Regions from separate parts of the Mus musculus genome. Here regions 1, 2 and 3 are each linked to region 4. The links are chromatin contacts, called in public HiChIP or PLAC-seq and promoter capture Hi-C maps. All regions are on one chromosome and are shown on one strand. Each heading gives the region's core, a stretch centred on a gene start, on an enhancer-like site or on the middle of the called end of the contact. The rest is flanking DNA. Distances are from core to core; before and after follow the strand shown. Region 1 holds the start of Tex10 (testis expressed gene 10). Region 2 holds the start of Ccin (calicin). Region 3 overlaps Clta (clathrin, light polypeptide (Lca)). Region 4 holds the start of Tstd2 (thiosulfate sulfurtransferase (rhodanese)-like domain containing 2).

Evidence for each region. Promoter capture Hi-C pulls out the DNA fragments that hold promoters and counts their contacts. HiChIP or PLAC-seq counts read pairs in DNA pulled down with a chosen protein or histone mark.
Region 1: a promoter capture Hi-C map of neutrophils shows a contact between it and region 4, with 3 times the contacts expected there. The contact joins the promoter of Tex10 here to the promoter of Tstd2 in region 4. A contact is called at or near these places in 2 of 39 promoter capture datasets (liver and neutrophils) and 1 of 115 datasets of contacts at active chromatin or transcription factors (astrocytes).
Region 2: an H3K27ac HiChIP or PLAC-seq map of embryonic stem cells shows a contact between it and region 4, with 8 times the contacts expected there. The contact joins the promoter of Ccin here to the promoter of Tstd2 in region 4. A contact is called at or near these places in 1 of 39 promoter capture datasets (pre-B cells) and 2 of 115 datasets of contacts at active chromatin or transcription factors (embryonic stem cells and large pre-B cells).
Region 3: a contact with region 4 is called in a promoter capture Hi-C map of pre-B cells, with 7 times the contacts expected there. The contact joins the enhancer-like site here to the promoter of Tstd2 in region 4. A contact is called at or near these places in 2 of 39 promoter capture datasets (liver and pre-B cells) and 2 of 115 datasets of contacts at active chromatin or transcription factors (astrocytes and large pre-B cells).

The regions. Positions count from the first base shown.
Region 1 is chr4:48,468,764-48,475,188 of GRCm38.p6, reverse strand. Tex10 (testis expressed gene 10) reads left to right here and starts at 1,726. Exons shown (of 15, transcript NM_001355740.1): 1 at 1,726-1,923; 2 at 5,117-5,305; 3 at 6,196-6,425. The coding sequence starts at 5,126.
Region 2 is chr4:43,981,189-43,987,616 of GRCm38.p6, reverse strand. It overlaps Ccin (calicin), which reads right to left and starts at 4,113. Exons shown (of 1, transcript NM_001002787.2): 1 at 2,084-4,113. The coding sequence starts at 4,022. The coding sequence ends at 2,256.
Region 3 is chr4:44,014,674-44,021,270 of GRCm38.p6, reverse strand. Clta (clathrin, light polypeptide (Lca)) reads right to left here. Exons shown (of 6, transcript NM_001080384.3): 3 at 2,421-2,458; 4 at 1,280-1,397. Among named protein-coding and RNA genes, the nearest start is that of Clta, 14 kb to the right of the region's middle. Within about 2 kb of position 4,935, at least 22 of the 459 cell types and tissues checked have an H3K27ac peak or open chromatin away from gene starts, as enhancers often do.
Region 4 is chr4:46,133,401-46,140,159 of GRCm38.p6, reverse strand. Tstd2 (thiosulfate sulfurtransferase (rhodanese)-like domain containing 2) reads left to right here and starts at 1,685. Exons shown (of 10, transcript NM_173033.3): 1 at 1,685-1,780; 2 at 4,566-4,773. The coding sequence starts at 4,609. It overlaps Ncbp1 (nuclear cap binding protein subunit 1), which reads right to left and starts at 1,649. Exons shown (of 23, transcript NM_001033201.3): 1 at 1,274-1,649. The coding sequence starts at 1,307.

The sequences.
Region 1 (6,425 bases), core at 477-2,976, 2.3 Mb before region 4:
AAGCGGTATGTAAATTATACAGTACATTAGAAGGTGGTACACCCTAAGAAAGAAAAATGTTGAGCAGAGGAAGGAAATGTCTATATGTAGGACAATATGTTATGATTTTTAATTCAGGCCACCAGGATAGGCATACCTTGAAGGTAGAAGATGTTTGAGCAAATTCAAGTGAGGGAAATTTGTCCAGTGGATTTACTGGGTTGTGTACTTCAGGCAGATAGGAATATAAAGAAAAGGTCTAACTAGAAAGATAAAGGGGTACACGTCTCTTGTATTTAAGGAGAGCAAAGAAGTGAAGGTCACAGGAACAGAGAGAAAAGGGAACATAGCAAAACAGTGCTCAGAGGACTGCAAAGGACTGTTCCAATATGGTAGGATTTGAGGCCATCAGAAGGACTCTAGATTTGGGGGGGTAAGTGACATGGGGAACCACCGAAGAGTTTTATAGTGACATGCTTTGCCATATATAAAAAAATATTCCGAGAACTGCTCTGCAAATGTTAGACTGTATGGGGTCTAAGATGGAGAGAAATGTGTTCCCGGCTCTTTCCTCTGATCGGGGTGATGTGGACCTTGAAGGTAGCCAGGGAGATGGTGATTAATAGTGGAAGTCAGAGCCAGCTGGTTTTTCTCCTGGGTTAGAAGCCACATGGTCTCAGAAAGATGCCAGCTTTTAAGGTTTGGCTTGAGTAACTGGCAGGATGGGATGCTATTTAAGGTGAAGAGGTTGTAGGAAAATATTTCAGAATGGATGTGCAGAGTTATCTTTTAGTCCTTGTTGATACTGAGATAGATATACATTGCAAAGCTGAAGGGAGAAGTTCTGAATAAGCTGGTAGCATTTTGGAGTTTAGGGGGCATATCTAGGTGGCATAAGCCTTTATAATTTTTTTTTTATTTTATAGTTTTACATATAATGTCATCAACTCCCAAGGCAGGTGCGGTGGGGGAGGGGAGGTTGTCTGTGTGGTGGCTTTTTGGCTTTATTCTTTATTCATTAACACAGAGGAGGTGTGACCTTAATTCTGATGCTTGGGTCTCCTGAATTTAGTTATTATCGTTTTATCCCTACTTCGTATATTGAACCTCAATATAAGGTATTAGGCTTTTCTAGTTCTTATATGTAGGAAGCTGCAAAGACAAATTTGACTCTAGGCTGACACTCTATCTGTATGCTTTTCCTTATATGTGGCTAAGTCAATCTTTAGATGGTTTTGTTTTCAAGATTTCTTTCTTCACATCTTCTTTGTAGGCATTTTAATGTCTCAAATTTCTCTAAATCCACTTACTTTGATTAGTAGAAGTTAATTATATGCTGAAAATGTTGAATTGGGGAAAACCCTGTCCTAGGTTTCCGGGACTCTGCCACAAGGTATAGTTTGTAACCTCTTAGCATTTGTCTATTTGCCTTTAGTCCAGGTTACCCTTCCCAGAAATGCTATCTTTGCTGTCCGAAACTTTTTCCTTCCTCAATTAAGCTCAGTTTATACTTTTCTCTAGCTCCAGGTTTGAAGAACTGAAGTCCTTGGGGGGAGAAGACCGCCTTTCAAGCTGTAACCAGCCAACATCCTCCAAGCCAAGGATGCTGGAAGACCTGACTCGGCTTGCTGGACCCTAGACCCTCCTCTCTTTCCTCCAGCTTCCGGCGCAGCCCCTCTTAGAGGGGGCGTGGCGTGCAAATCTGGACCCGCCCTCCGGCTGCGCGCGATTGCGACCTGCGGTCACGTGAGCGCGGCGAGGGAGGGCCCCCACTTCCGGGCGGCGGAAGGAGACGCGTCCGCGTGAGGACGAGGCGATTTGAAAACACGCTCTGGGAGCGAGCGGAAAGCCTGCGGCCGGCGGTTCACGGCGTGCTCCTGCGGGGCTTGACGGTCGCTCGCTCTCCGCCGCGTCTCCGCGTTCCGGGTCCGTCCGGGCTCTCAGGTGAGCGGCGTCTGTCTGTCCTGCACGGCTCTTCTGGGGCGCGGACACGCGAGGCCCAGGCGGAGGGACGGACTGTGGCGGCGGGTAGGGCGGCCGGGGTCCTAGCTGTCCCCCCACCCCGAGCGTGAGAGCCGGCCGAGGGGCTTCCGAAACGCCTCAAGCGGCCGCGGTCCGATTCGGAGGCTCGGCGGGTGTTAGGCCGGCGTGTGGGGGTCGGGCCAGAGACTCCACTCGACGTCCACTGAGGTATAGGAACCATGGTTTTTCTTTGGGAAAAAAAAAAAAAAAGACAAACGGAGTTTCCATTTTTGGTGTGCGAGCTCGAAAACGGGCGGGCGGATCTGATCGCTGCCCTCCTCCCCCTCCCCTTGACGGAGGACCCTCTCTTTCTGCCCCCTCGAATTTGGGGAACTTTGGAGACGCGAAGGGTTGGAGAGAATCACCGTAGGCCAACTGCTGCAATGCTTACTTTCTCTCCTTGATTTCTTCCTTTCTTTTGGAGAGCGGGAATAGTTGGAAATAAGGAGGAAAGGTAATGGGCTGGCCGCAGGGCAAACTACTTGGGAGTCTGCTTAAGTTGCAGTCTTTCTTCCGCTCAGGTTAGCATTAAGACTGACCTGCAGCAGGCATGTGTATGTGTATGTGTATGTGTATGTGAGTTTTCAAGCTTACCAAAAAGGTGATCAAGTCCAGTGAGAGCTCAGGCTCCGAGGCTGGAGTTAGCTTCCTTGTACTATCTACTGCTGTAAAAGTGGTCTAGTCTAGTAGAGCTATTTGACTTCCAGTGTTACGAAAATCTTTAAATGGAAATAATAGCAGCATCTAATGGAACTTTAACCAAGTTCCTAGTGGGAAAAAAATTGTCAGTATGTTTCTGTAAATAATTGTCGAGATTTAAAAGTTATTAGCCCTCATAATTTTCCTAGCAGACTGATGAGAGTGTACTTGAAGTGATACGGCACAACTTACTGAGAATGAGGTCTGATGTAGATTGCTAGAGACAGACCGACCGACCCATCATCACACGTGAAAGAGTGCCTAGAGGATAATGCAAGATGTCACAGGGTCAATTTTTCTTTCTTGTGAACCGTTTTCTTTTATCTCTGGAAACACTACTGATAAAATTGTAAGAAAAAACTTACAGAGTATGCTTGCTTAATAGGTAAAAACCAGCTTTGTATTAAAAGGGATGAGTCCCGGGGCTTTCTGGGTGTGTGAGGCTTGTATGTTTGGTAGGTGTTGGTCCTGAGGCTGACTAACACATGCATGTGTGCTTGAAACAACTGTCAGCTTACAGCTCTGGGTATGGTAAGCATGGACAGGGCAATTACTTATTTAATCTGGTAAAATCTGGTAACTGTACCTTGGCTTATAGATACATAACCACAGTAGAAAATATGTTTGGATAAGAATCACACCGATTCTAGAAATAGTTTTTTTTTTTAAATGGAGATGGTATTTTGCTGTATTGATCAGGTTCCTCAAAGTGCCTGAGCTCAAGCAGTCTTTCTGCAGGTCTAGTATTGACACAGGCAAATGCACTGTGCTCCCTTTAAAGCCAGCTCTTAGCCTCTTGTGTAGTAGGCAACTTCTACTTAAGGGGTCCTAAGGTCATAAATCTATGAATTTGGATATGCTGTCTTAGCAGAATTCATTCATTCATCCATTCATTCTATCAGCACTGTAAACTTTTATTTATTTACTTTTAAATCTCCCATGTGTAGCATTATGACTTTATGACCTAAGGTAATTCTGTTAGACCAGAAGTGCTCAACTGGGTGTGCAGTGGAAGACAGAATTTATTATTTTTGAAGAATGTGAAAGGAGCTTTAAGAAAAGCTGGAGAGGGTTGTGGGAGCCACCTGAGTGCCTGCCGAGGCTTGGTGCCTTGGCATGGTTAGGGAGTGCCCCATTTATAAAGAATAAGAGCAAGGAAAGCTCCCTGTCCTTGTCACATCTGTGTGTAGAAAGCTGTCTGATGACCATGGCCAGGGGCTCATAGAGGAGACAGTGTAGACAAAGCATTTACCAGTGGGAAGCTTGAGTAGTAATCGGGTAGAAATAAGGACTATTTAAAGCCAGTGACTTTGGAATGGGCAGGAAGCATGCAGATTAAAGGGTTGGTGAGCAAGAAAATTGGAATGGAAGGTGAAAGAATGTAATGGAGAATGAAGAAAAGTACAAGGTGATCTGGTTGTGCTTGAGTTGTTTACTTAGTGGCCTGACTAGTCCTTTTCTTATTCCTCTTAAATCACATTTCCTGTTATCTTGTTGCTTACCTTTGGGGTGGGGGAGGGGTGCAGAGGGTGGATACTGTTTTGTTTTTTTGTTTTTTTATTTACGACTATAACGATGAAAATGTGCCTTTATTTCTGTCCTTAGCAGGCATGTTCCCACTCCTGACCTTTACCTGGCTTTCTTGCTCATAAGATACTCATTCTTCCTTACTGCCTGCTTGGGTCCTACCTGTTCTGTTCTGTTTTGATTTGATTTGTTGTTTGATTGGTTTGTAGCATCTAGCTTTGATTCATGAAACTTAACCTAATTATCTCTTTCATTAAAAATAGCAAAATTTTCACACTTTGTTAAATCCTGAGTACTGTGCATTTCTAACAGAAGTGTACCTGTGGTATGTTCCAGAGTGGGGAAAAAAACCAAACCAAACCAAACAAAAAGAACACCAAAAAATTTCAGGTTTCTGTGTAGCACACTGACAATTTCTTTTTTCTTTTTTTTTCTTTTTTTTGGTAAGACAGGGTTTCTCTGTGTAGCTCTGGCTGTCCTGGAACTCACTCTGTAGACCAAGCTGGCCTCGAACTCAGAAATCTGCCTGCCTGTACCTCCCAAGTGTTGGAACTGAAGGCGTGTGCCACCACTGCACATTGACAATTTTATATGGTTCAGAAAACCTTGCAAAGAAAGAATTTTGTTAAAGAACAAGATTCTTTCCTTTTTTTTTTTTTTTTGTTGTTGTTGTTAATGACTTGTTTTCAGCATTTCTTAACCAAACTAATTCTTGCATGCTTTAATGGTTTTTTGCCTGTTGTCTATTCTGATTCTTCGGCATTGTTATTGATGGCATGATTCATGGTGATGTTTGAGGTGTTAGAGTAATAGAAATATTGGAAAACAATATTTTTATTTTTTTACCGCTTATCCTTGCTTTAATCATTGTCTCCATTCTTTCTGACAGCATTAAAGAATGACCAAAAAAAGGAAACGCCAAGATGATTTTCAGAAAGTAAAACTAAAAGTTGGTAAAAAGAAGCCCAAGTTAGAAAATGCTACAGCTACAAACTTTAAGACAAAGGCTATACATTTGCCTGAACAACTTAAAGAGGATAGAACACTTCCGACAAACAATAGAAAGCTTAACATAAAGGTAAACTGTGACTCTTTTTTTGATAATGTGAATTTTTTTCTTTCACATTATGTAGAATGTTATTTCTTGTGAAAAGCTGTTTAATCTCTTAAAGTAAATGATTTGCCTTAGGGCCATATGGTGTATTGTTATACAGTGTTTAGGTTTCGTATATTGCCTGTCTCTAATCTTGGTATTGTCTTTCCTACTTCAGAAAGTTTTACTAAACAAATCCATATTGATTGTTTCATAGAAAACTTGGGGGTGAGGGCATAGTGTATGTTATCTGGAAGTAGTTCTTGCATTTAGTTTATTCTTTTCAAGTTCTTGGTAGTTTTTCTGTTCTTATAGCTGATTAAGGTAAGATATGGGTAGTTGTTTTTGAAGTAATTGTAGCACATAACTTATTACTGGTCTGTAGTAAAGAGCTTGGGACAAGAATGGTGTTGTATTTCCTATTTTATAAGATTTTCGGAATATCTGTATATGTATTATGAGATATATCTTGGGAGAATAAAATTACCAGATAGCATCCTCTGAATGAAACACACTGTATGGAAGTGTGCAGAAAGATCTTGTTAAGCCTGGAAAGGATAAATTCACTTACAATGTTTGCATTAGTTAGTAGGTCTGCAATAACTCTTGATTAATGCCTCTTTAAATCATAGTGTTCCGAAACCTGTATGTAGTTTAATGTAAAAAAAAAATAACTGAAGAGAGAACTATTATATTTTTATTAGGATAAGATATTTTAAATATGAAAGTGTTTCAGATCTTAGAAAAGTTAGCCAACATTTGGAAATACTTATACTTGAACAAGGACTTCAGCTTATCATAGTTTTAGTTAAAAATGTTTGCTTGAATGTGATACGTATTAATGTCCATACCTAAAATCTGTATTTGTGTTATAGGATTTGCTGTCACAGATGCATCACTATAGTGGTGGTGTTAAACAAAGTGCTCTTCTTGGACTTAAAGACCTTTTGTCTCAATACCCATTTATAATTGATGCACACCTCTCAAACATATTAAGTGAAGTGACTGCTGTGTTTACAGATAGAGATGCTAATGTACGGTTAGCAGCAGTTCAACTTCTTCAATTCCTGGCCCCCAAAATACGAACTGAACACATTTCTCCATT
Region 2 (6,428 bases), core at 2,864-5,363, 2.2 Mb after region 4:
GAAGAGGGCACCAGATCCCCCTATAGATGGTTGTGAGCTACCATGTGGTTGCTGGGAATTGAACTCAGGACCTCTGGAAGAGCAGTCAGTGCTCTTAACCACTGAGCCATCTCTCCAGTCCCAGTTGCATATTTTTAAAATATATATATTATTTGAGATAGGGTCTCAGTGTGTAATCTCAGATGGCTTAGAACTATGTAGACCACCAGGCTAGTCTCAAATTCAGAGATCTACTTGCCTCTGCTTCCCAAGTGCTGGGATAAAAAGCATTTGCCACTGTGCCAAGCTATCTTTTCTTAAGACAGGGTCCCCATGCAGTTCAGGCTGGCCTCAAACTTGCTATGGAATTTGTGAAGGACCTTGAAATTCCAATCCTCTCATCTCCAGGAAACACTGGCCTTAGAGGTGTGCACCCCTGAACCCCGAAAGCTGCATACCTTTTGATTAATTGCTGGGCTTTTGTTTTGTTTTATGCCTATTGGTGTTTTGCTTGCACGTCTGTGTGTCTGTCTGTGCACCATGTGTCTCGTATGCAGTGACCATTGGAGCCAGAAGGAGGGAATCAGACCCTAGGTCTGGAGTTACAGGTGGTTGTGAGCCACCATGTAGGTGCTGAGAATGGAGCTTGGATCCTCTGCAAGAGCAGCCAGTGCTCTTAACCACTGAGCTGTCTCTCCAGCCCTCAGCCCCTTCTGAACCAGGGACTCCCCCTGCAGCCCAGCCTGGCCTGAGACTCATTGTGTAAGCCTGGCTCATCTTGACTGCTGAGATTATAGGCAGGAGAAACTTGTCCCACCAAGCTGTATATTTTAAATAAGTTCATTATAGGGAGTATAAATTATTTCTCATAAAGCTTTTAAAAAACAATTCTATTGCATTTCTGAATAATACAATTTGGACCAAAATATTCCAATTTTGAATTCCAGACTTTATACCTGTTATCTAAAGGAGAAATTTAGAAAAACACTGGGGATTCTTTAGGTAATTGGTTTCTATAAGAGGACTTTCTCGACACCAGGTTTTACCCTTCAGTGGCATCCTGAAGCAATGGATCTTGGAAATCTTTGGATGGAGCAAGGCTTATCCTTTAACAGGGTAATTCTGAGTTGGATGTGGGAGCACACACCTGTGATCCCAGCACTAGAAGCTACAAAAGAGGCATTAGGTAAAGGCAGGGGGTCATCCTTCCGGGCCAGTCTCAGCTACACAGTGAGTTCCCAAGGGGTCTGAGCTACAGAATAGGATCCTGTGACAGAAGTCGTGTGTGTGTGGGGGGTGGGGTGGGGGGGGTGTCCTCAGCACAGTGCATGCAGGGGACTATCTGTCCTGGGCATTCCACTCAGTAAGACTCCACACTTACACTATTAGTTAGGTGGTCTCACCATATCTCTGTTACCGAAGAGGAAATGAAGGCACAGAGATATAAGTTAATTTGCCCAGGATAAGCTAGTGGGTTCTTGAGCTGGTACCCGAGTTTACCTCCCGATCCCCATTACAGCTTCACTCCACTACTGATCTGGATTTCTTTCTTCTCCCTTTACTGTAGCTTGTCCACCCCTGATTCAAACCTCACATTCCTGAGAACGTTCTCCGTGAACCTCTCCAACTAGAAGCAGTGACCATTGTAAGTAATCCTCAACTTCCCCCGAGATGAGACATAAACCACCCTAGGTGACACAAATACAACAGGCCATCGACCCTGCTTGTCCCTGGACTTGCCCACACACCTCCTTCCTCCCCAGCCTACAAGGCTACTCTCCTGGGCTTAGGAGAGGTCCTTTCCTGTCTCCCAAGAAGACCTGAAGCAAACACATGCTGGAAGAGCCCATGCCATCACTACTCTGAGCAGAGATTACTATGCTAGCAGATCCCTGAGAGGTGACTACAGGGATTGGGGGTGGGGGGGGGCACCACTCAAACATCCCCTAGCCCAGAGTCTGGGAGGAACTTCAATCCCACAACCACCAAGGATTGTTTTTCCTGACTCAGTTTAGAGACCTCCAGAGCTGGAATAACAAAATTAATTAACTAGTTAATTAATTAATCTACCCACTGTAGACCACCAACCAGAGACCCCATCTCTGCTAGTTACCTCCATTGAGATATTAACCCTGAATCCTATCCATCAGGAACATGTGTAGCCCCAAGCATTGACCCCCCACTAAAAGGAATCCAAAGTCACATTCCTCCCTTGCTTTCTGTCATTAAATTGTGAATAATAATGCATTTACTTATTCTCCCACTTAAAAAGTTGTTTAAATTCTTTGAAGAATCTTGCAAGGCAGCTTGGCTAGACAGCAGGCAGGACAGTCCAGTGCCTCAGGTGGGCAGGCAAGGGTCTGCCATTCACCTATCTTTTGGTCCAGCAAGTAAGCATTAGGATTGATGGTGTAGTCCTTGGTCTGGACATCGCTGGCTGTGGTGACACCCCCACATACAAATACCTTGCTGTCTCCAATGGAGCAGATAGCATGGGATACATCCAAGGGACAACTGTTGGGCAACAGAGGTACTGAGGTTGTCGACTTGTTGGCCTTGATCTTCTGTAAGTTGATTTCCACGCTCTGCCGGTGGCTGTGTACACGAAGGATGTTGTCCTGATGGAACGAGAGCAGGGGCCGGTGGTTGAATTCGATGGGGAAGGTGATACACTGGACCACTTCCCCCGTGCAGGTGTCAAAGCAGTCCACTACACCGACCCGGGAGATGTAGCCCTTCACCAGGCATCGCCCAGTGACAATGTACAGGTTCCGGTCACCCTTAGTGATGACTGCTGTCCCGTCCATAGGGATGCTCATCTTCCCCGCCAAGCACCAGGCTTCCTTGCGTTCATCATAGCGATAAATGTTAGAGACGTACCGGCGTGGGGCAATGCTCCCACCCACTGAGTAAACTGTTCCCCCGCAGGTCACCATGGTGTGGAAGACAAGCCCAATGGGCAGGTCAGGTAGCTTGGTCCAGGAGTTGTCGTCCATGTCATACCGCCACGCTGTCTTCAGTCCTGAAATCTGCTCAGTGGTGCCACCGGATATGTAGATGTAACGGCCAGCAGCAGTGGCACTGAGCGCGGCTGCCCGGTATGGCATCTCTGAGAGCTTCAGCCACAGGTTCTCCTGGATGATATAGGCAAACACCCCATCGTTGAACTTACCGTGGGCCTTCTGGCCACCCAGGATGACCACCGAGTCAAGCAGGGCCCCTTTCCGCTGGTAGCTCAGCAGGCTGCACGGGCGCTCCTGCTTGCGGTCCATCAGGACACTTTCGATCAAGGTCGCGTGGGCAGAGTTGTTCTCCAAGCCAACCAGCTTGTTGCTGGCAAACATCAGCGTCTTGTTGGAGACCGCATTGAGATTGATGTAATTGAAGAACTTCTTGAAGTATTTTTCCCGCTCCTCCTTCCGGAAGTACACCCAACTGATGAGTGCGCTGAGCGCCTGGTCCTCGTTGAGCACGTGGAGGTTTTCATCCCGGAGCAGGCGACCGAAGATGACGGGTGGGCAGCGCATGAAGTGCATAGAGCCCTCGGGACTGGCCCAGAAGTGGAAGTTGTCACGAATGCCAGAGTAGGCCAAGTCTGATACTTCTTTGAGCTCGAACAGCTCAGCCAAGAAGAGGTAGCGCAAGCAGTTGACGCGGCGAATAGACTTAATAAGGAAGTCATTGCAGTGAATCCGAAGGCGTGGGGTATTGAAATACTGTGCGCCCCGGAGCAGCTCCTCCACGTTCTGCTCTGAGATCACCACTTTGCCGCTGTAGAAGTAATCCAGGAGCTGGTCCACCGTGGCTGGGCTCAGGTAGTTGGGGTCGATGGTGATGTAGAGTTCATCGGTGGTCTTCATGTCGTTGCTGGAGATGAGGCTTTTCACTAGTGGAGAGACGGCAGCCAGCACGTTGCGATGTGCGAAGAAGACATGATGGTCCACAGTCAGGGCCATGTCCCAGTACTCTTTACGCTTCCTCTGTTTGTTCAGGTTTTGCAGCACAAAGCTGTTGTAGTTTTTCTCTGTGAATTCCAGTTTCATGGTGCTTCTTGTTGGCCGAGACAGAAGATTCGTAGCAGGTACCGGAGGGCAGACTTTTCCAGGCCTTTGGGGTTTGTACTGATGGTTGTTTGCAGAGCAGCTGACCAGAGAGGAGTGGGCGTGGGAGAGAGGGTGACGTCATAGAATGGATGAGGTCATCATAATGTAGCCCCCTCCCCGCCCCCAGGCCTTTCTCTCCCCAGAGCTTCAGAGGAAGCTCTGGAATGGGGCCACGGTGTCCCCCTGGGCCTTTCAAGTCACAGTCCTCGGCTTCGCCGGGAATGTTCGAACTGGTTTGGGTGGGGCAGAGAGCAGCTGTGGAGAGGGAAAATTTAGGGTGGGAGGAGAGGTTACCATGATCTAGAAGCCTCCCTTTTAACCAGAAGGCTGAAGTCCTGCTGAGGAAGGACTCCCCCTGTCACAGAGGCAGTTAGAGGCAGAGCAAACCTGGAACTCCCACAGTGTGGGGCGTTACAACCCTTTCACCCCTTCAGGAAGTGGGGACCAGACAGTTTTCATGGTTCAATTCTTAGGCCCTGAAGGCCCTTTTTTCTACCAAGGTTCCTGGACGTCTGAGAAGACAAACCCTCTGGCTTCTGATCTCTGTAGTCAGAATACAGTTTTCATGGAGAAGTGGGTGACACTCACTGGAGCAGAAATGGAGGGGCCAGCCAGCCCTAGGAAGATGGGAGGACTTGGAAACGCCAGTACCAGGTTTCCAACCTCCCATACCAGGTTTGGAAACTTCCCATACCAGGTTTCCAAGTATCTAGTAAAATGCTGGGGAAATGCCTGATTCGGCCTCTCCACTCCGAGTTTCTTAGACCAGTTCACTCAGGCCTCAGATTCCTCTTCTGTGAGATGAGAATACTCGCTTCAAAGTGCAGCAGGCACAGCGCTTAGCTTACAGCAAACGTTCCAATAAATGCCAGTTCTTGTTTCTTAGTTGATATAACCACAGCTGTGGGCATCCCCGAAGCCCTCGACGGGTTATAGGAGCCTGCTTCGGCCGCACGGTGGCGCTGCAGGGTCACCTCCTGGCCAGAAGCACGCCGCCTCCGTGCTCAGCTTCTCCAATGGCGTAGAGAGGAAACTCACCCGCCCCGGGGCGTCCCTTTCTGCCTGCTTTGTCCCGCCTAGGGCTCCTTTGTGTAGGAGCGACTCTGAAACTCATACGTCTGGACCCGGGGCTCACAGTGTGGCAGACCCACACCTGTTCTCATTTTACAGATGTGGACAGAGCCCGGCAATGGTGTATGACCAAAGCCACCCTGGGACCTCTTAGGAAGAACCGTGCCATATGGTCACTTGTACTGGTCAGGAGGACCTGACTGCAGACCCCATCTCCACTGTGGGCTCCAAGCCTCACTCCAGACCTTCTGGTCCTCCTGAACGCCCCTCCCAGAGTGACTGTCAGCTCCATACCCACCACTCTCCAGCCCTCTTGCTGGCTTGGATTCTCATTCATCTTTCCATCCCACACCTAGCCTTTTCCTTATCTAGGAACTTGGTAATTTAAAGTTTGTTTGTTTGCTTGTTTGTTTTTGTTACAGGGTTTCTCTGGGTAGCCTTGGCTGTCCTGGAACCTCTATGTAAACTAGGCTGGCCTTGAACTCAAGAGATCTACCTGTCTCTGCCTCTCAGGTGCTAGGATTAATTGAAGTTTTGTTTTTTTTTTTTTTTTAAACAATTATACTTTAATAGTGAAGTTACACATCTTGATACCTGACTTCTGGGGCAGATAGTCTCTTTGGATGTGATGCCTGTGAAGGGGTTAGAACTTCTGTCCCCCTGCTTGGGGTACTTAGGTTCCAGCCCCACTTCAAAGAACTCCCTATGTGGCTGAGCTCAGTTCCCCACTACCTAGTCTCTCTCTCTGTCTCTCTCTGTCTCTCTCTCTGTGTGTGTCTCTCTCTCTGTGTGTGTGTCTCTGTCTCTCTTTCTCTCAGGGAATTTCAGCTCTGCACGCTTCTCCAGGTCTCATCACCTGAGAAACAGGGGCCACTTGGCCAGAGGAAGCATCGTGAGTCTGATAAGGATGCCTGAATCCAGTGGCATCCTGACTGTCAGACCCCACTTCCTGGGACATTTACCGGAAGCAGAAGGTCATCAGATCCCAGAGCACCAGGACAGAAATGAGCTCACTCACCGTATGCCTCCAGCTGGAGATCATGGAGGTCTGGGAGGATCTGACAGACCTGACTAAGGCCTGGAGAGAAGAGGCTTGTTCAACCGGAGAGCATTTGCCACAGTTTCCGGTCTTAGGTCTTAGTTGCAAAGCTCCCATCCTCAACAAACTCAAGACTCAAAGAATCCCATTACTCGGCAGGCAGAAGCAGGAGGGACTCTGAGCTCAAAAGTTTAAGGTCAGCCTGGGCAACATAGACCTTAAAACAAAACAAAAAT
Region 3 (6,597 bases), core at 3,686-6,185, 2.1 Mb after region 4:
GCAAAAGGGAGCTGGAGAGATGGCTCAGCAGCTAGGAGCTCTGGCTGCTCTTCCAGAGGACCTGGGTTCAATTCCCAATACCCACATGGCAGCTCACAACTGTCTGTAACTCCTGTCCCAGGGGATCTGACACCCTCACACAGACATACATGCAGTCAAAACCACCAATGCACATAAAGTAAAAATAAATATTTTTTTTAATGCAAAAAGACCCCTTACCTTATAGGAACAATTAGGCTAAGAAAAGAAGTCCAGGCTCCCTGTTATGATTTGGAAACGATAGGCTAGGACCCCCTAAGAGACTCATGTAGGGAGCTTGAGAGACGATTCAGGACTTTAGAAGACCAGCATCCACATAATGGCTCACAACCATCCATACCTCCATGTGCAGGGGATCCTACACCCTCTTCTGACCTCTGCAGGTACCAGACACATGACAGACATACATGCTGCTAAAACATTCATACACACAAATTCAACTATAAACCTTAAAAAAAAAAAGGCTCACGGTGCTATTTGTTGGGAAGTGACTGGACTACAAGAGATCCAACCTAATTGATGGGTGGATCCATGGCTGATTCACAACAGAATGGACCACTGGGAGATGTGGTAACAAAGGGGAGCCTGGATGAAGTGGTGGCTGCTGAGAGTCCTTCTGAAGGTAAATAACGTCCTTAGCCCCTGGCTCCTCTGTTTCCCATCTGCCTTGAGGTAACAATGTCCTCTGTCTGTTCTGCCAGGATGTTTCTATCTTGTCAGACCTAAAAAATCATAGAGCCAGGAGCCCTTTTCTGAAACGATGAGCCAAATCAAACCCTTTTCCCTAAGCTGAGTCTCTCCACTCTGATGTCACAGCAATGGAAAGTTACGAACACATTTCCTAACATTAGGTTCATCTTTCAAATGACAAATGAACCATCCGTGTAGCTCAAATGAACAGTACTTCAAGTTCCCATATACCCTTATGAACAGCTCTAGGTCAGTAACTGACTTCCTCCAGGCGCCCCCCTAGTCAGCAAATCTTGAACTGAGCCTTTCACCTCAAATCCAGGGCTCTCCCTGGGAGGACGCCTCCCTATGCTCCTGTGTTCTCATGCAATAGCCTGTGATGAGGTATAGCCTTGTCAGTGGCCTTGCGACCTTTAGTCTGAAAAATAAAACTTCCTCAAGACCGATCAGAAACACTAGGGCTGATGCAAGCTTCCGAGGGACAAGAATGCAGTCCAGGTCAGCTACTCTACTGAAAACAGACACCCGAAGGCAAAAAGGGCTTCCTTACCGAGGGCTTCCAGGCGCTCTGTCTGCTCTTCTCTCCACTTACGGATACTTTCAGGCTCTGACTGCAATCGATCCACTTCTGAAATGGCTGCGTAACTGTCTGTTGGACCATTGCTCTCCTTAACACAAAACAATCACACACTCTATCAGTACCCCATCCTTCCTAAGAGTAGAACAGGTCACATAGCGAGGCTGTGTAAAATGTTAAAGGATGACTTAACGCAACAGGAGAGCCCTACAAGCCACCAGCACTCCCTGCATTACAGCATTACCGAGCTGGGTCCTTGCACTCTCAGAAGGGAGGCAAACTAGTTGTTATCTGTTAAAAAGTGGGGCACGAGTAGGTGACAGGAAAGCTGAGGCTGGATGCATAAGGGACACATTAGGACTGTGATCAGTCTCTCTCCTCACTCGACAGAGAGATATGCGCTAACCTTCAAAGCAACAAAGCCAAGCTTAGAGCCTAATTAGGGCTTCAAATGACACTGTACCATGCAGGAGACAGTCACTGAATGCCATCTAACCAAACGGTAAATTTTAAGAAAGAATTCAAAAGAAAATGCATAGCAACTATAGTCAAATCAGGGAAGGATCAAAAACTGCAGACGACTATGAGTCAGAAGGCAGGGGTGCTTTTCTGTAGTGGGTAAAGACTTGAGACCTAATAACACATTGACAAAACCTCAGAGCTGCAAACTGATTTGAGAATTATATGATGTGGCCACCTGGGGTTCATTACCAGCTTGACCGTATTAGACTCTAACAACGAGAAAGAGCGTTAAAGTTCTAGTGAATGCCAGGCTTAGTGGTGGATCCCAGCTCTCAGGAGGCAGAGGCAAGTTAAACTGTGAGGCAGCCTAGCCTGGTCTCCTTAGTGAATCCCAGGACAGCCAGGCCCACATTGTTCCCAGTGACTTCTATAGTACTGGATATGGCATAGGGCACATAGTGCTTAAATTGAGGATGATGATCATCGTTTCAAATTCTATTTTTTTTTTTTCCAAAAAGCTCTTACTGCCACTGCCACTGTCTACTCTGGCAGACAGGGCACCAGCACTGGGGTCTCTTTTAGGTCAGTCAGTTCAAATCACAGTTAAGGCTCTAGTTTAGTGTTATTTAATATAGTTAAGAGCACTCTGTACCTGGTAGTATTCACCATTCATCACTCCGTCAACAGCATCTGTAAGACATAAGATTTCAGCAAGTCAGTCAGGGCCACTTAAGGATTAAGGATTATATACGAGAATACAATATTGTGTGCTGCAGCAACTAGAAGCTACTGAATAGCCTGTAAGAAGTGACAGCGGGGCTAGAGCATAGCTCAATGGCAAGAGAGCCTGCCTAGCCTGCATGCCTCAGAGAGGCCCTAGGATCAAAAGGCAAAATACTTCGGTGGGGGAAGGGAGCCGGAAAGATGGCACAGTGTAAGAGCACTGGAGGCCCTCTGAGAATGCAGGTTTGATTCCCAGCACCCACAGGGCAGCTTAAAACCATCTGTAACTCCAGTTCCAGGAGATCCAATGGTCTCCTTGTGTCTTCATGGGTACCAGGCACCCTAATGGTGTAGAAACATGCACACAGGCAAAACGCTCATATACCCAATTTAAAAAAAAAATTGCCTGACACCCTGAGTCCACTCCCTGTGACCCAAACAGTAGAAGAACAGGACTCCTGCAAGCTTGCCTCTGACCTGCACGCACACAGGGGCCAGGGTGTGGATATGAACTATCCGTGTTCATACACGCCTGTAGTGCCAGCACTCAGAAGCTGAGGCAGGAGATCAAGGGTTGTGAGACCAGCCTGGGCAAATTCCAGGTGAGCGTCAACCATACAGAAAGAAACTAAAGGTAGGTGGCATATAGCCTAATAATTCTAACAAAGGTTCCTAACAGTGAATAGAAGTATTTGGCTGGTGTAGTCCTTTGATGAATTTCTTGTTGAAGAATTGCCAGGCCACAGGGTATGTATTACTGTGAAGGTTCCTATTCTGAGGTAACGAGGTATCTGACATCTGACTTTCTTCTTTATTCAACTGTCTGAGATCTGCCTGTTTTTACTGTCTTCTGATCTCGAAATTCTCTTTATTAATAAATCTATAATACTGCAAGTATTTCCCCCATTTTGTTCACCTCCCTCCCCAGGCGCCTCTCTGTGCACCTGTGCATGCATGTGGAACTCAGGGGTTCTCATTGGATATCTTCCCCCAAGTGACTTCAACCTTATTTTTAAAGACATGGTCTGCTGGTTGGCCAGCAAGCACCAGGGATCCTGTCTCCTCCCAACTCTGGGCTTGCAGGCATCTACCACAGCAGTCAGATTTCACATGAGTACTTGGGATCTAACTCAGAGTCTCGCTTGTGCAGGATTTGAGCCATCTCCTATGTTCATCATTTGCACGTGCGCGCGTGTTTAATTGACACAGGCTTTTACTGTAGCCCAGACTGTCTTCAAACATCATGGAAAAACATCATGTTGGTGAGAATGACCTTAAACTTCGAATACTCTGCCTCCCTTCCCAAGTGCTGGGAATACAGGCCTACACCACTGTATAAGTCAGGTTATACGGTACTGGGAATTGAACCCAGGGCTTCATGCATATTAAGCAAGCACTCTACCAACTGAGCTACATCCCAACACCCCATATTGTTTTTCAACTTGGTTTATGACATTTAATCCTGAGAGTTTCAATTCAATTTGTCAGCAAATGTTACCAACTATTACTCTGTGGCTTCTGCAAGGGCTATCCCATAATAACATTTTTTTTTCTTTTATATAACTAATCACACTTTATTTAAGCCATCAGGTTTGACAGCGGGGGCCTTTCGCCCACTGAGCCATCTCACTGGTGTTTCTGCCGGTACTTTAAAGAATGTCTGTCTCACCTGGAATCTGTTTTTGTGTAAGGTAGAAGAGTGAGATACTCTTCGACCCCTGAGCCTCCGATGGCTAGCCCGACCAGTCCTACAGTATGGTTAATAGATTACAGCGAGCACTGTTAATACGGTTCAGCCTAGGGACAGCGCCAAAAGACGACTTTGGCCACTACTCTAATAAAACCAGAGCATTGCACACTCATACTCCTAAACTACTGGCAGCCTGCCCTTTGGGTCTGAGGAATCATCCTGGCCCGGCACATGCTTTGAGCTCTTTACTAGATATTACTTTATTCTTCTGACATTCTAAAGACTTATGTATGCGTATGGGTGCTTTGCCTGTATGTATATGCAGGCCACTGTGTATACAATGCCGGCAAAGACAAGAAGAGGTAATCAGATCCCCAGAAACTGCAGTTCCAGCTACCATGTGATGCTAGGAACTGCAGCTCGTAACCCCTGAGCCATCTCGATAGTCTTCTCATTCTTACATCAATCAGATGACCCAAGTCAAAGAACAGTCTACAGAAACAAAGGAATTATATCTATGGACTTTGATTTAAGACAACTCCACTAACACCAATGATGCAGAAAACTTTCTCAGGCATCTTAAGAAGTCCAGAAAGAAGGCAGGCAGAGTGGGGCACACCTTTAATCCCAGCCCTTGGGAGGCAGAGGTGGGCAGATCTCTGTGAGTTATAGACCAGCCTGATCTTCAGAGTGAGTTCCAGTACAGCCAGGGCTACACAGAGAAACTCTCTCAAAAAAACCAATAAAGGGAAGTCCAGAAAGCCACAGAGGCCACTCAAGCAGAGCAGCCCACGCTTTAGCCCCAGAACCTCGGGGACAGAAGCAGGTGATTCGAGTTCTGCCAGCCTTATTTATAGCAAGTTCCAGAACTACAGGAACAGACCCTGACTCAAACCACCACCCCATCCCCGCAAGAAGAAAATAACCAAGGGCAGAGTAAAGTTTCCATGGAGCAAGGCAACTTTAACCTTATGTTTATGTCAGCAAGTGAAGTCAGGCAGACCTAGGGCTGCATCCTAGCTGAGCCGAGGATTAGCTTGTACCTTAGAGCACAGCTTAGCTTGCACAGTAACCAGGTCTCATCCGAAACCTGCGACACCGCAGCCTCGCTGGCGGATGCTGCATGGATCCAGAGGCATGCGGAGTGTTTGGATGCAGTAAATGCACAGCATATTTAAATATCATGTGTAACACTCTTTAATTTCTTTCTTCCATTTCTACCAATAAAATTAATCTCCCTCCAGAAAAACAACCTTTAATTCATCTCTCTTGGCTTGTCAGAAACACCGTGCCTGTGACCACACGCTCTGTCGTCCACCAATAAATACTTTCTATATCCTCTCCTCCAGCCCCCACCACTGAGGGATATTTTTCAATATCTGACTTGCCCCACCTCCTTCCTAACCATCTGTTCTTCATGACTACCCCAGCCACTTCACCGGGTTGGTTACCTATCCCTAAACATATGTCTTGGCCCAGCCTTCTGTTTAACCTGTGGGCATCTCCCATGGGCATTTTCCCTGCAGAGGGAGCAAGTTTACGTCTTTTTTTTTTTTTTTAATCTGTCCCTCTGGAAAGTACATGAAGCAGAGCTCCCACCTACTCTTTCAATTTACTCGGTATACCCCAAAGCCTTCAAGCCTTTTTTTTTTTTAAAGACTTATTTATTATATGTAAGTACACTGTAGCTGTCTTCCGACACACCAGAAGAGAGCACCAGATCTCATTACAGATGGTTGTGAGCCACCATGTGGTTGCTGGGATTTGAACTCAGGACCTTTAGAAGAGCAGTTGGTGCTCTTAACCGCTGAGCCATTTCTCCAGTCTGCCTTCAAACCTTTTAACGCCTCTTCCTACTTCCAGAAAAACAGTAGCTAAAATTCACTGACTGCTTACTACACACCAGTAAGCAATCACAGACAAATTGATGTGATTCTAAAACACCTTGTGGTATATATTATGTACCTTAACAGAGAAGAAAGCAGGCTAAGCCGTGACAGTCGTTACATAAATCGCCTAAACTCGCCCTCAAGCAGCAGGATAGCCTGAATCCCAGCCACTACTGTGTTGAGTATGAAAGTTGTCAACTCCCAAGAGGAAGTGCTGAGATTACACTATTACTGCCCTCAACACACTGTCAGGAGCTGGCATTAAGTCGTTAAATGCTTAGTTCATAAAAACGTCTTTCCCAGGAACTAAGTCAGCAACCACCTCTTTCCTTCCCTTTGCTGAAAAAAAAAAAAAGCACAACTGTGCAGCCTCTCCGTTTTATCCTCCCAACTGCCTAGCAGGGCTCTTTCTGCCTACCTATTTGTCAAACACATGAGCACCTACTATAGACCAGACACTTACACGATCGATCCAAATGTGACACTGAACACATACAACACTGCCCGTAGAATGATAGACTCTTCTA
Region 4 (6,759 bases), core at 436-2,935:
CCCCGTGACCTTATAACGAATTGCACTATACCGCTGTGGGGTTTGTCTTAACCCAGGGGAGGGAGCCTCCACTGTTCTACTGCCTCCTACTCCACTGCAAGCACAGAAGCTAGGAAACTGTTTAGCAAGTCGGCACTCCTGATGTATTAGGACATTCTCTCAGGTACTACTGGCAGAAACCTGGGGCTCCACTATATGGGATTCGCTTGGTTGTCTTAACATTCCAAGGGAGGAAGCTAACCCAATTAAACTTGGGGGAGGGAGGGCTTTTTTTCTCAACGATGTCAGCATTTATCTGTGTGTATCACCTCTGAGACATTAGCAGTTGACAAAATAAACATCATCATGAACTACTGGTGAGCACAATATCTCATTTAGCCCCCCGTAGAAACCAAATGGCTTAGTATTATCCACAGTCCACGCTTAGGTTTAAGAAGTCATATGACCCTGACAAGATCACATAGTAAATAATCGAGATGTCGAGCTTCGAACCTAAACCCTTCGGTTCTAAAGTTTTTTCTTGCCTTAACCCTTTGGACCTAACACTAACAGCTCCAAGTGTGTTCTTGAAAGGCAATAATGGTGCAACAAAACAAAATTTATGGCAACACAACGACGTCCTTGCCGGCGACCATCAAAACTGACATGAGAATTAATAATCTGCTCGGGTTTTCCTGCACTTTCTTATAAGGGAAATATGCTTAAAGCCAATCCAACAAAACACCCCGTGCCTGTTTATTAGTGACCTCTGGGGTGTTGGTATTCTTTTTTTGAAGCCTAAAAGAGGGGAATCAGCGGGTGGCAGGTGGAGGAGAAGGGCTCAGATTGCAATACATCCGACCTCTGTCATAGCTTTGTTCTTTTCCTGTCTTCCCAGGGTCCTTTCCAAGTACACCCTGGAGGGCTAAAAGGAAAACACTGGTCCACTAGATATATCTCCTCCACTAAGTGATCCTAAGAGGCAGCAGCAGACAGACACACGTGCGGTTTCCATGATCAGTAGTGAGGGATTAAGTCCTCAGTGTCGCGGGACCCCAGGTCGGATTTGCTCACGGGATTCACCAGGCCTTCCTTTCCCATGACTGAAGGAGATGGGGTAGCAGGGAGGCCGTCGCTTTCCCGAAGCCACTATCCACAACCGAGCCAGCAGCCTCCCTTTGGGGCTCCCCGAGCCCTCCCGGGGAGAAAGGATTCCTATCCGTTCCCGGGAGACTGAAGGCGAGCCCGGCCTCGGTTCTCACCCGGACGCAGTGGCCAGGCCGAGAGCACTTACCATCGTTCTCGTAGCTGTGCCGCCTCCGCGACATGCTGCTTGCTGGTGCGCAGCCGATCTGAGTTGCTAGCCGCCTGCAACCCCAGAACCGTCGGGCTGCCGGCCGGCCGGTGCGCGGTCAGCGGCGAGGCGCGCGGACTGAGCGGCGCGCAGGCGCACTCGCTTACGACGCCTGCCGGAAGCGCGTGCAGAGGGGCACCGGATGGGCTCCGCAGTGGAAGGCCGGCGTCTGCAAGTCCAATTGCGGCCGCCTCCTCCGGCTTTCCACCCCGGGCCCTTCTGGACAGCGAGCTAAATTATCCGGGCCGCAGCGATCCCGCCTCGGCTTTATACAGGCCCGGCGGGATTTTCCCGGCGGCCCCTGCGCCGACGACTTAGGAGACTTCCGGAGAAAGGTGACGGCTCAGGGACTCTCTGCGCACGCGCGCGCCGGGGGGCGTGGGCTCGAGGGCGGGGAGCAGCGCCAAGTTGGTGAAGGGAGACCCAGGAAAGGCCTAGGGTTTGCGGGTAGGTGTTCTCTCTTTCTCTCTCGCCATCCCGCTGTAGACGCCTCGGGAGACCTGAGCGGGGAGGAGGGCAAGCCACTTTCAGCGGTAGGGAATCCAGGCCCGTCCGGCTGAATCTGCTCACTGTAGTCCTACTGCCTACTTCTCCCAGCTGACGGACGCCCCAGCTACTGATCGGTGTGGTTCCAATTGTTCTATTCCTCTGCACGTGTACAGTATGTGGACGTCCTCTGCCCTGTGATGGACACCAAACTGTCTTGTCCATGGTCTAGCCCAAACTTTTCCTTCAGTCTTACCTGTTACAGTAAATGGCCGTTTCGGTAGTTTGCTTAAATCCAAGAATTTAGGGAGGAGTCATTAGCTCCTTCACTTCCTGTGTTACAGTTTATCCACTAACACTGCCTGCTATACTCTGAGAGCAAGTCTAGTCAAACTTATTTACTATGCTTAAAACTCTTCACAGACTTAAAGCAATATTTTATGTATTTGTAAGTCTGTACATCATCCTGGAACTGGAGTTTCAGACTCTCTGTGAGCAAGGAGGAGAGTGCGCGGGAGCGGGGTGGGGGTGCTGAATCCCGGGTCTTCTGCTAGAGCAGTAAGCACTCTTAACCAGTGAGCCATCTTGCCATCTTTCCGGCTCTACTTCTCTTTGTTTATTTTAAAGATTATCGTTTTTCTATTCTTTTCATTTATTTATTCGTACATGCAAGCAATCCATCTTTCCAGGAATTTCCACTGCGAATTCCAAACTATGGCTTCTTGGGTTCTGTTCCCGTCATTGTGTGTAAACCACCATGTTCTTCTGCTAAAGTCCAGCTTGTTCACATTTTAGGAATCAAGACTTATTTTCTTTATCTGTTGGTCTCTGCTCTGAAATTTACATGACTAACTGTCAGGGACCTACAGAGTTATTTCTCTGACTCCTCAACTCTTGCTTTATTTCATTCAGCAAGTACTATATTGTATTAATTAACATTTGTCACCGTCTGTACATGGGACAACGAGACGGTGTTCAGGATACTGAAGCCCTAAGTGACCCTCTCAGGAATGATCACAGGTACTGTAGTCTGACGGACTTAATAGCAAAGGGCGAGTGGTACAAATTATCACTCATCCTTTGCTATTGAGGACAGATTATCCAGAGTAAGACTTTGGAAGAGTCCTCCAAGAAAGGATTTTAATATATTCTCATCTGGCTCCAGTTGCCTGAAATGAGCCAATTCGAGCCAGATGAGAATATATTAAAAATGGGTTTATTGGGAATCTGCTCTCAGGTGAGTTCACTGACCGCTACCAGGATTGAGACCAGGGAAGTCACTATGGGGATGGGGGTGGAGGAGGGAAGAACACAGGAGCAAAGAAAGAAGGGAAGGAGGCCCAACAAGGAGGCCAAAAGGTCTGGATTGTATAGAGAGGAGCCTCTGGGGGAAGGTTCAGGGTTGGGACAGGGTATACCAGATAGGGACTATGGGATACTGGGAGAACCTGAAGACCATGTCTGCTTTGATATGTAAAATATGCACCTTGGTCCAAGGTTAGAAACCAAACCTTAACCATTACTAAATCAGATAAGAAGTGAGTGTAGTTCAAAGTGGATTGCTGACTTTCAAAGGATGGCAAAGCATTGGGCCTGGTATAGTGGCCCCGAATTCTAGAAGTAGAGGCAAGGGGAATCTTAAATTTAGGATTACTAGAACCTCAAGGCCAGCCCCTACTATATAGCAAGACCCAGACTCAGAAAAATTAATTTAAAAACTAGGGGTTGGCCCAGGCAGCATACACCAGCTGATAGGAGGCCCCAGACACATATATAGCAGAGGACTGTGTGGTCTGGCCTTAGTGAGGGAAGATGCACCTAACCCTCAAGAAACTTGAGGCCCCAGGGAGTGGGGGCATTCTCTTGGGCAGGGGACAGAGAAGGTGTGGGATGAGGAACAGAGGGCAGACTGGAAGGTGGATAAAGACTAGACTGTAAAAAAGATTCAAGAATAAAATTTTCTTAATTTTGTTGGAAAAAAAAAATAGGGGTTGGCAAGATGGCTCTGTGGGCAAACCCCTGCCACTCAAGCCTGACAATACAACGTGTGTTTGATCCCTGGAGCCTGTGCAGATATGGAACTGGCAGGCATCTCGGCACAAGTAGCCACAGAAGTAAATCAAATGTAACAAAGAAGACTGCATTGGTTATAGTGTATCCATTTTGGTAAGATTTGGCCACAGTAGCAATTTGGAAATTTTGGCTCTGAGATTTGAGAACAAAAGAAACAAAGCTACAGAAACACTGGAGTTGGTTGATTTGGGAAGTCCATAGTGCTTTTCTGCTCTCATGTGCTGCCCTGTGTTTTGTTTTCCCCTGGCTTACTTCCTAGTTCATGTTTCTTTGAAGATGAGTGCTATTGCCTCAGAAGGGCTCTTCCTGTGTATGAGGAGCCCTTCCACTTGCCTCCTTACTCCACTCATTTTCCTTTGAAATATTTAAAAAAAAAAAAGAAAAGAAAAGAAAAGTCAACTCAAATCAATGTATCGGCTTACCTTTCCTAGTAGATTGTAAACTTAAGAGGATAGACTTTTTCCTATTGCATTTACTGCTCTATTCCTGGTGTGTAGAAGAGAGCCTGGTAGAGCATAGTTGTCACATAAATACACTGTGGAGTGAGCGAGGGGACGAACGGAGAGCTTGGGGTAGGAGGCTACTGGTCATTTCATGAGTCCATTAGCTTCATGTCTGCTTCAAGAAGTAACCAAAGAGCTGATTGCTATATTCTCTTTTGCTTACGTCTCAGAAGATACTTGTCTGCAAGGAACCTGTCCCACTGATAAAGCCAGATGCCTTCTTCCACTTCACCAGACGAAGAGGATGGCCTGGAGACCTGTGTTTTAAAGGTTTTTGATCTGGATTTAAAAGAATCAAATCTTGTTAATCCCAGCAACAGTCTCAAAGCAGAGTTAGATGGCAGCACAAAGAAAAAATACTCGTTTGCAAAGAAAAAGGTAAAATTGCTGTCGGTGTTCTCATGATCATGCATGCAAAGTTAATGAAGTACATGTAAAAGCAGGTTATTGAGCTTGCCTCTACCTCACAGTGTAGTCTGGTCTCGAATCATATAGTCTTGGAACAGTTATGGTCGTGTATTTGAAGAGACTAGGTCCAGGGGCTGGAGAGATGGTCCTGAGTTCAATTCCCAGCAACCACATGATGGCTCACAACCAGTGTCCTCTTTTGGTGTGTCTGAAGACAGTGATAGTGTACTTACATACATTAAAAAAAAAAAAAAAAAAAGAAAGAAAGAAAAAAAGACTAGGTCCTAGAGAAGGTTGGACATCTTTCTTCTAGTGTAGAAAGAGTCCCAGGAACTCAGAACTGTAGTGGAAGGAGAATGACAGGTAACAGGGCAGCTGACATCTAGAGATGTTGTTATGAACCATGCTGGCCAGGGAAGTTTGGTCTCCTCCAGCTAGCTCAGTGCTTTGAAGAAAGGACAGAGCGCTGCAGGATGCTACAGGGTTCCTAAGAATCCTGTTGTAATTGTGCTATAAAAACAGTGATGACAATGCCCCTCTTCAGAGCCATGGATCCCTGTTGTGGTGGTTGTTGTTGTTTGTTGTTGTTGAAACCATTGGCTAAAACTCTTCTTAAAAGCAGGGAACAGGAGGCTCATCAGTAGGAAAATGGCTGACTGAGGATATAGCTTGGATATGGCTTTCTCACCTCTTGGAGAGCCTCTTCTTGGTCCATGTTAGTGAAGAATAAATGTCTCTGTAATTTCCCAGCTGCCGCTTCCAGTCAGCCTATATGGATTTCCTTGAAAATTAAATTCAGAGGTTACAAAAGTCCTTTACCAGTATTGTTTTACAATAATTTCAAACTTACAGAAAGTTAGGAGAATTTTATAAGTAGCTCACTTACTGGCTTTGTCTAGAGGTTCTGTTCATACGTCCCTGTTGTTTTTTAACAAAATCTCAATCGTTTGATTTCTACCAATGAAGACTCAGGAGCCAGATGCTAGGGTGACAGCCTGCTAGTTCAGAGAGGCAGAGAAAGCACCCACTTCCTCCTCAGCTGATGTTCAAGAAGCAATGCCCCTCTCTCCTGCCATCCCAAAAAACCTCCTTCAACCTGATATCCCATCCTTTTACTTCCCCAATGTCTCTCTATCCATCCCTCTTATTCTCTATGGTTTTTTTCTTAATCTGGTTGGTTGTTCCACTTCTTAACCTGTGGTTGATTTAATTTAATCCTGTTTACAGTATTCAAGCAGAAAGCTCTTAGATTAAAGGTGTATTTTAAGGCTGTGCCACACCATAAGTAAAAACATTTTTTTCCAGTAAATAACACAGTCTTGGGATTCACAGTGTGATCAAATATCCTACAACACTTACCTTGTCTCAAGTGCAGGAGGCTCACAGAAACAGCTACTGCCAGCACCCACTTCAGTGGCTTCATTGCTACAGATGGTCTATAGACCAGGCTGGTCTTGAAGTCACAGAGATCCATTTGCCTCTGCTGGGATTAAAGGTGTACACCACCCTTTGCTTATCATAGCTACATAGTATTGATATCTTTGCTCTGTGTTCTTCCGTATTAGTCGTATAGAAATTCCTAATGTATTAATTGTGGGGTCAAGGCTACTGTAACAAATGGCCTCACACCTGCAGTGGATAGAGCACCTTAGGTGTTTGGACTTGGGATATGAGAAGTAAGGCATTTTCATGAACACACAGGCTGCAAGGACCCAGGCTGATGTTACCTCGGCAGGACTCAGCACATTTCCAGAGTTCCCACTGGAACTAAAGAGGAAGAGAGCACGGAGGCACTCACATGGCAGGCTTTTATGGACCAGAAGTGGAGCTGCCACCTGTCACGCCACTGGAAAACAGTTGGACAGCCTAATTGCAAAGGCTGGGAAATACAGCACCCCAGGAAGAAGGGAAATGGATTTGGTATATGCACAGGAAGAGGCTGTTACCTTAGAGCAG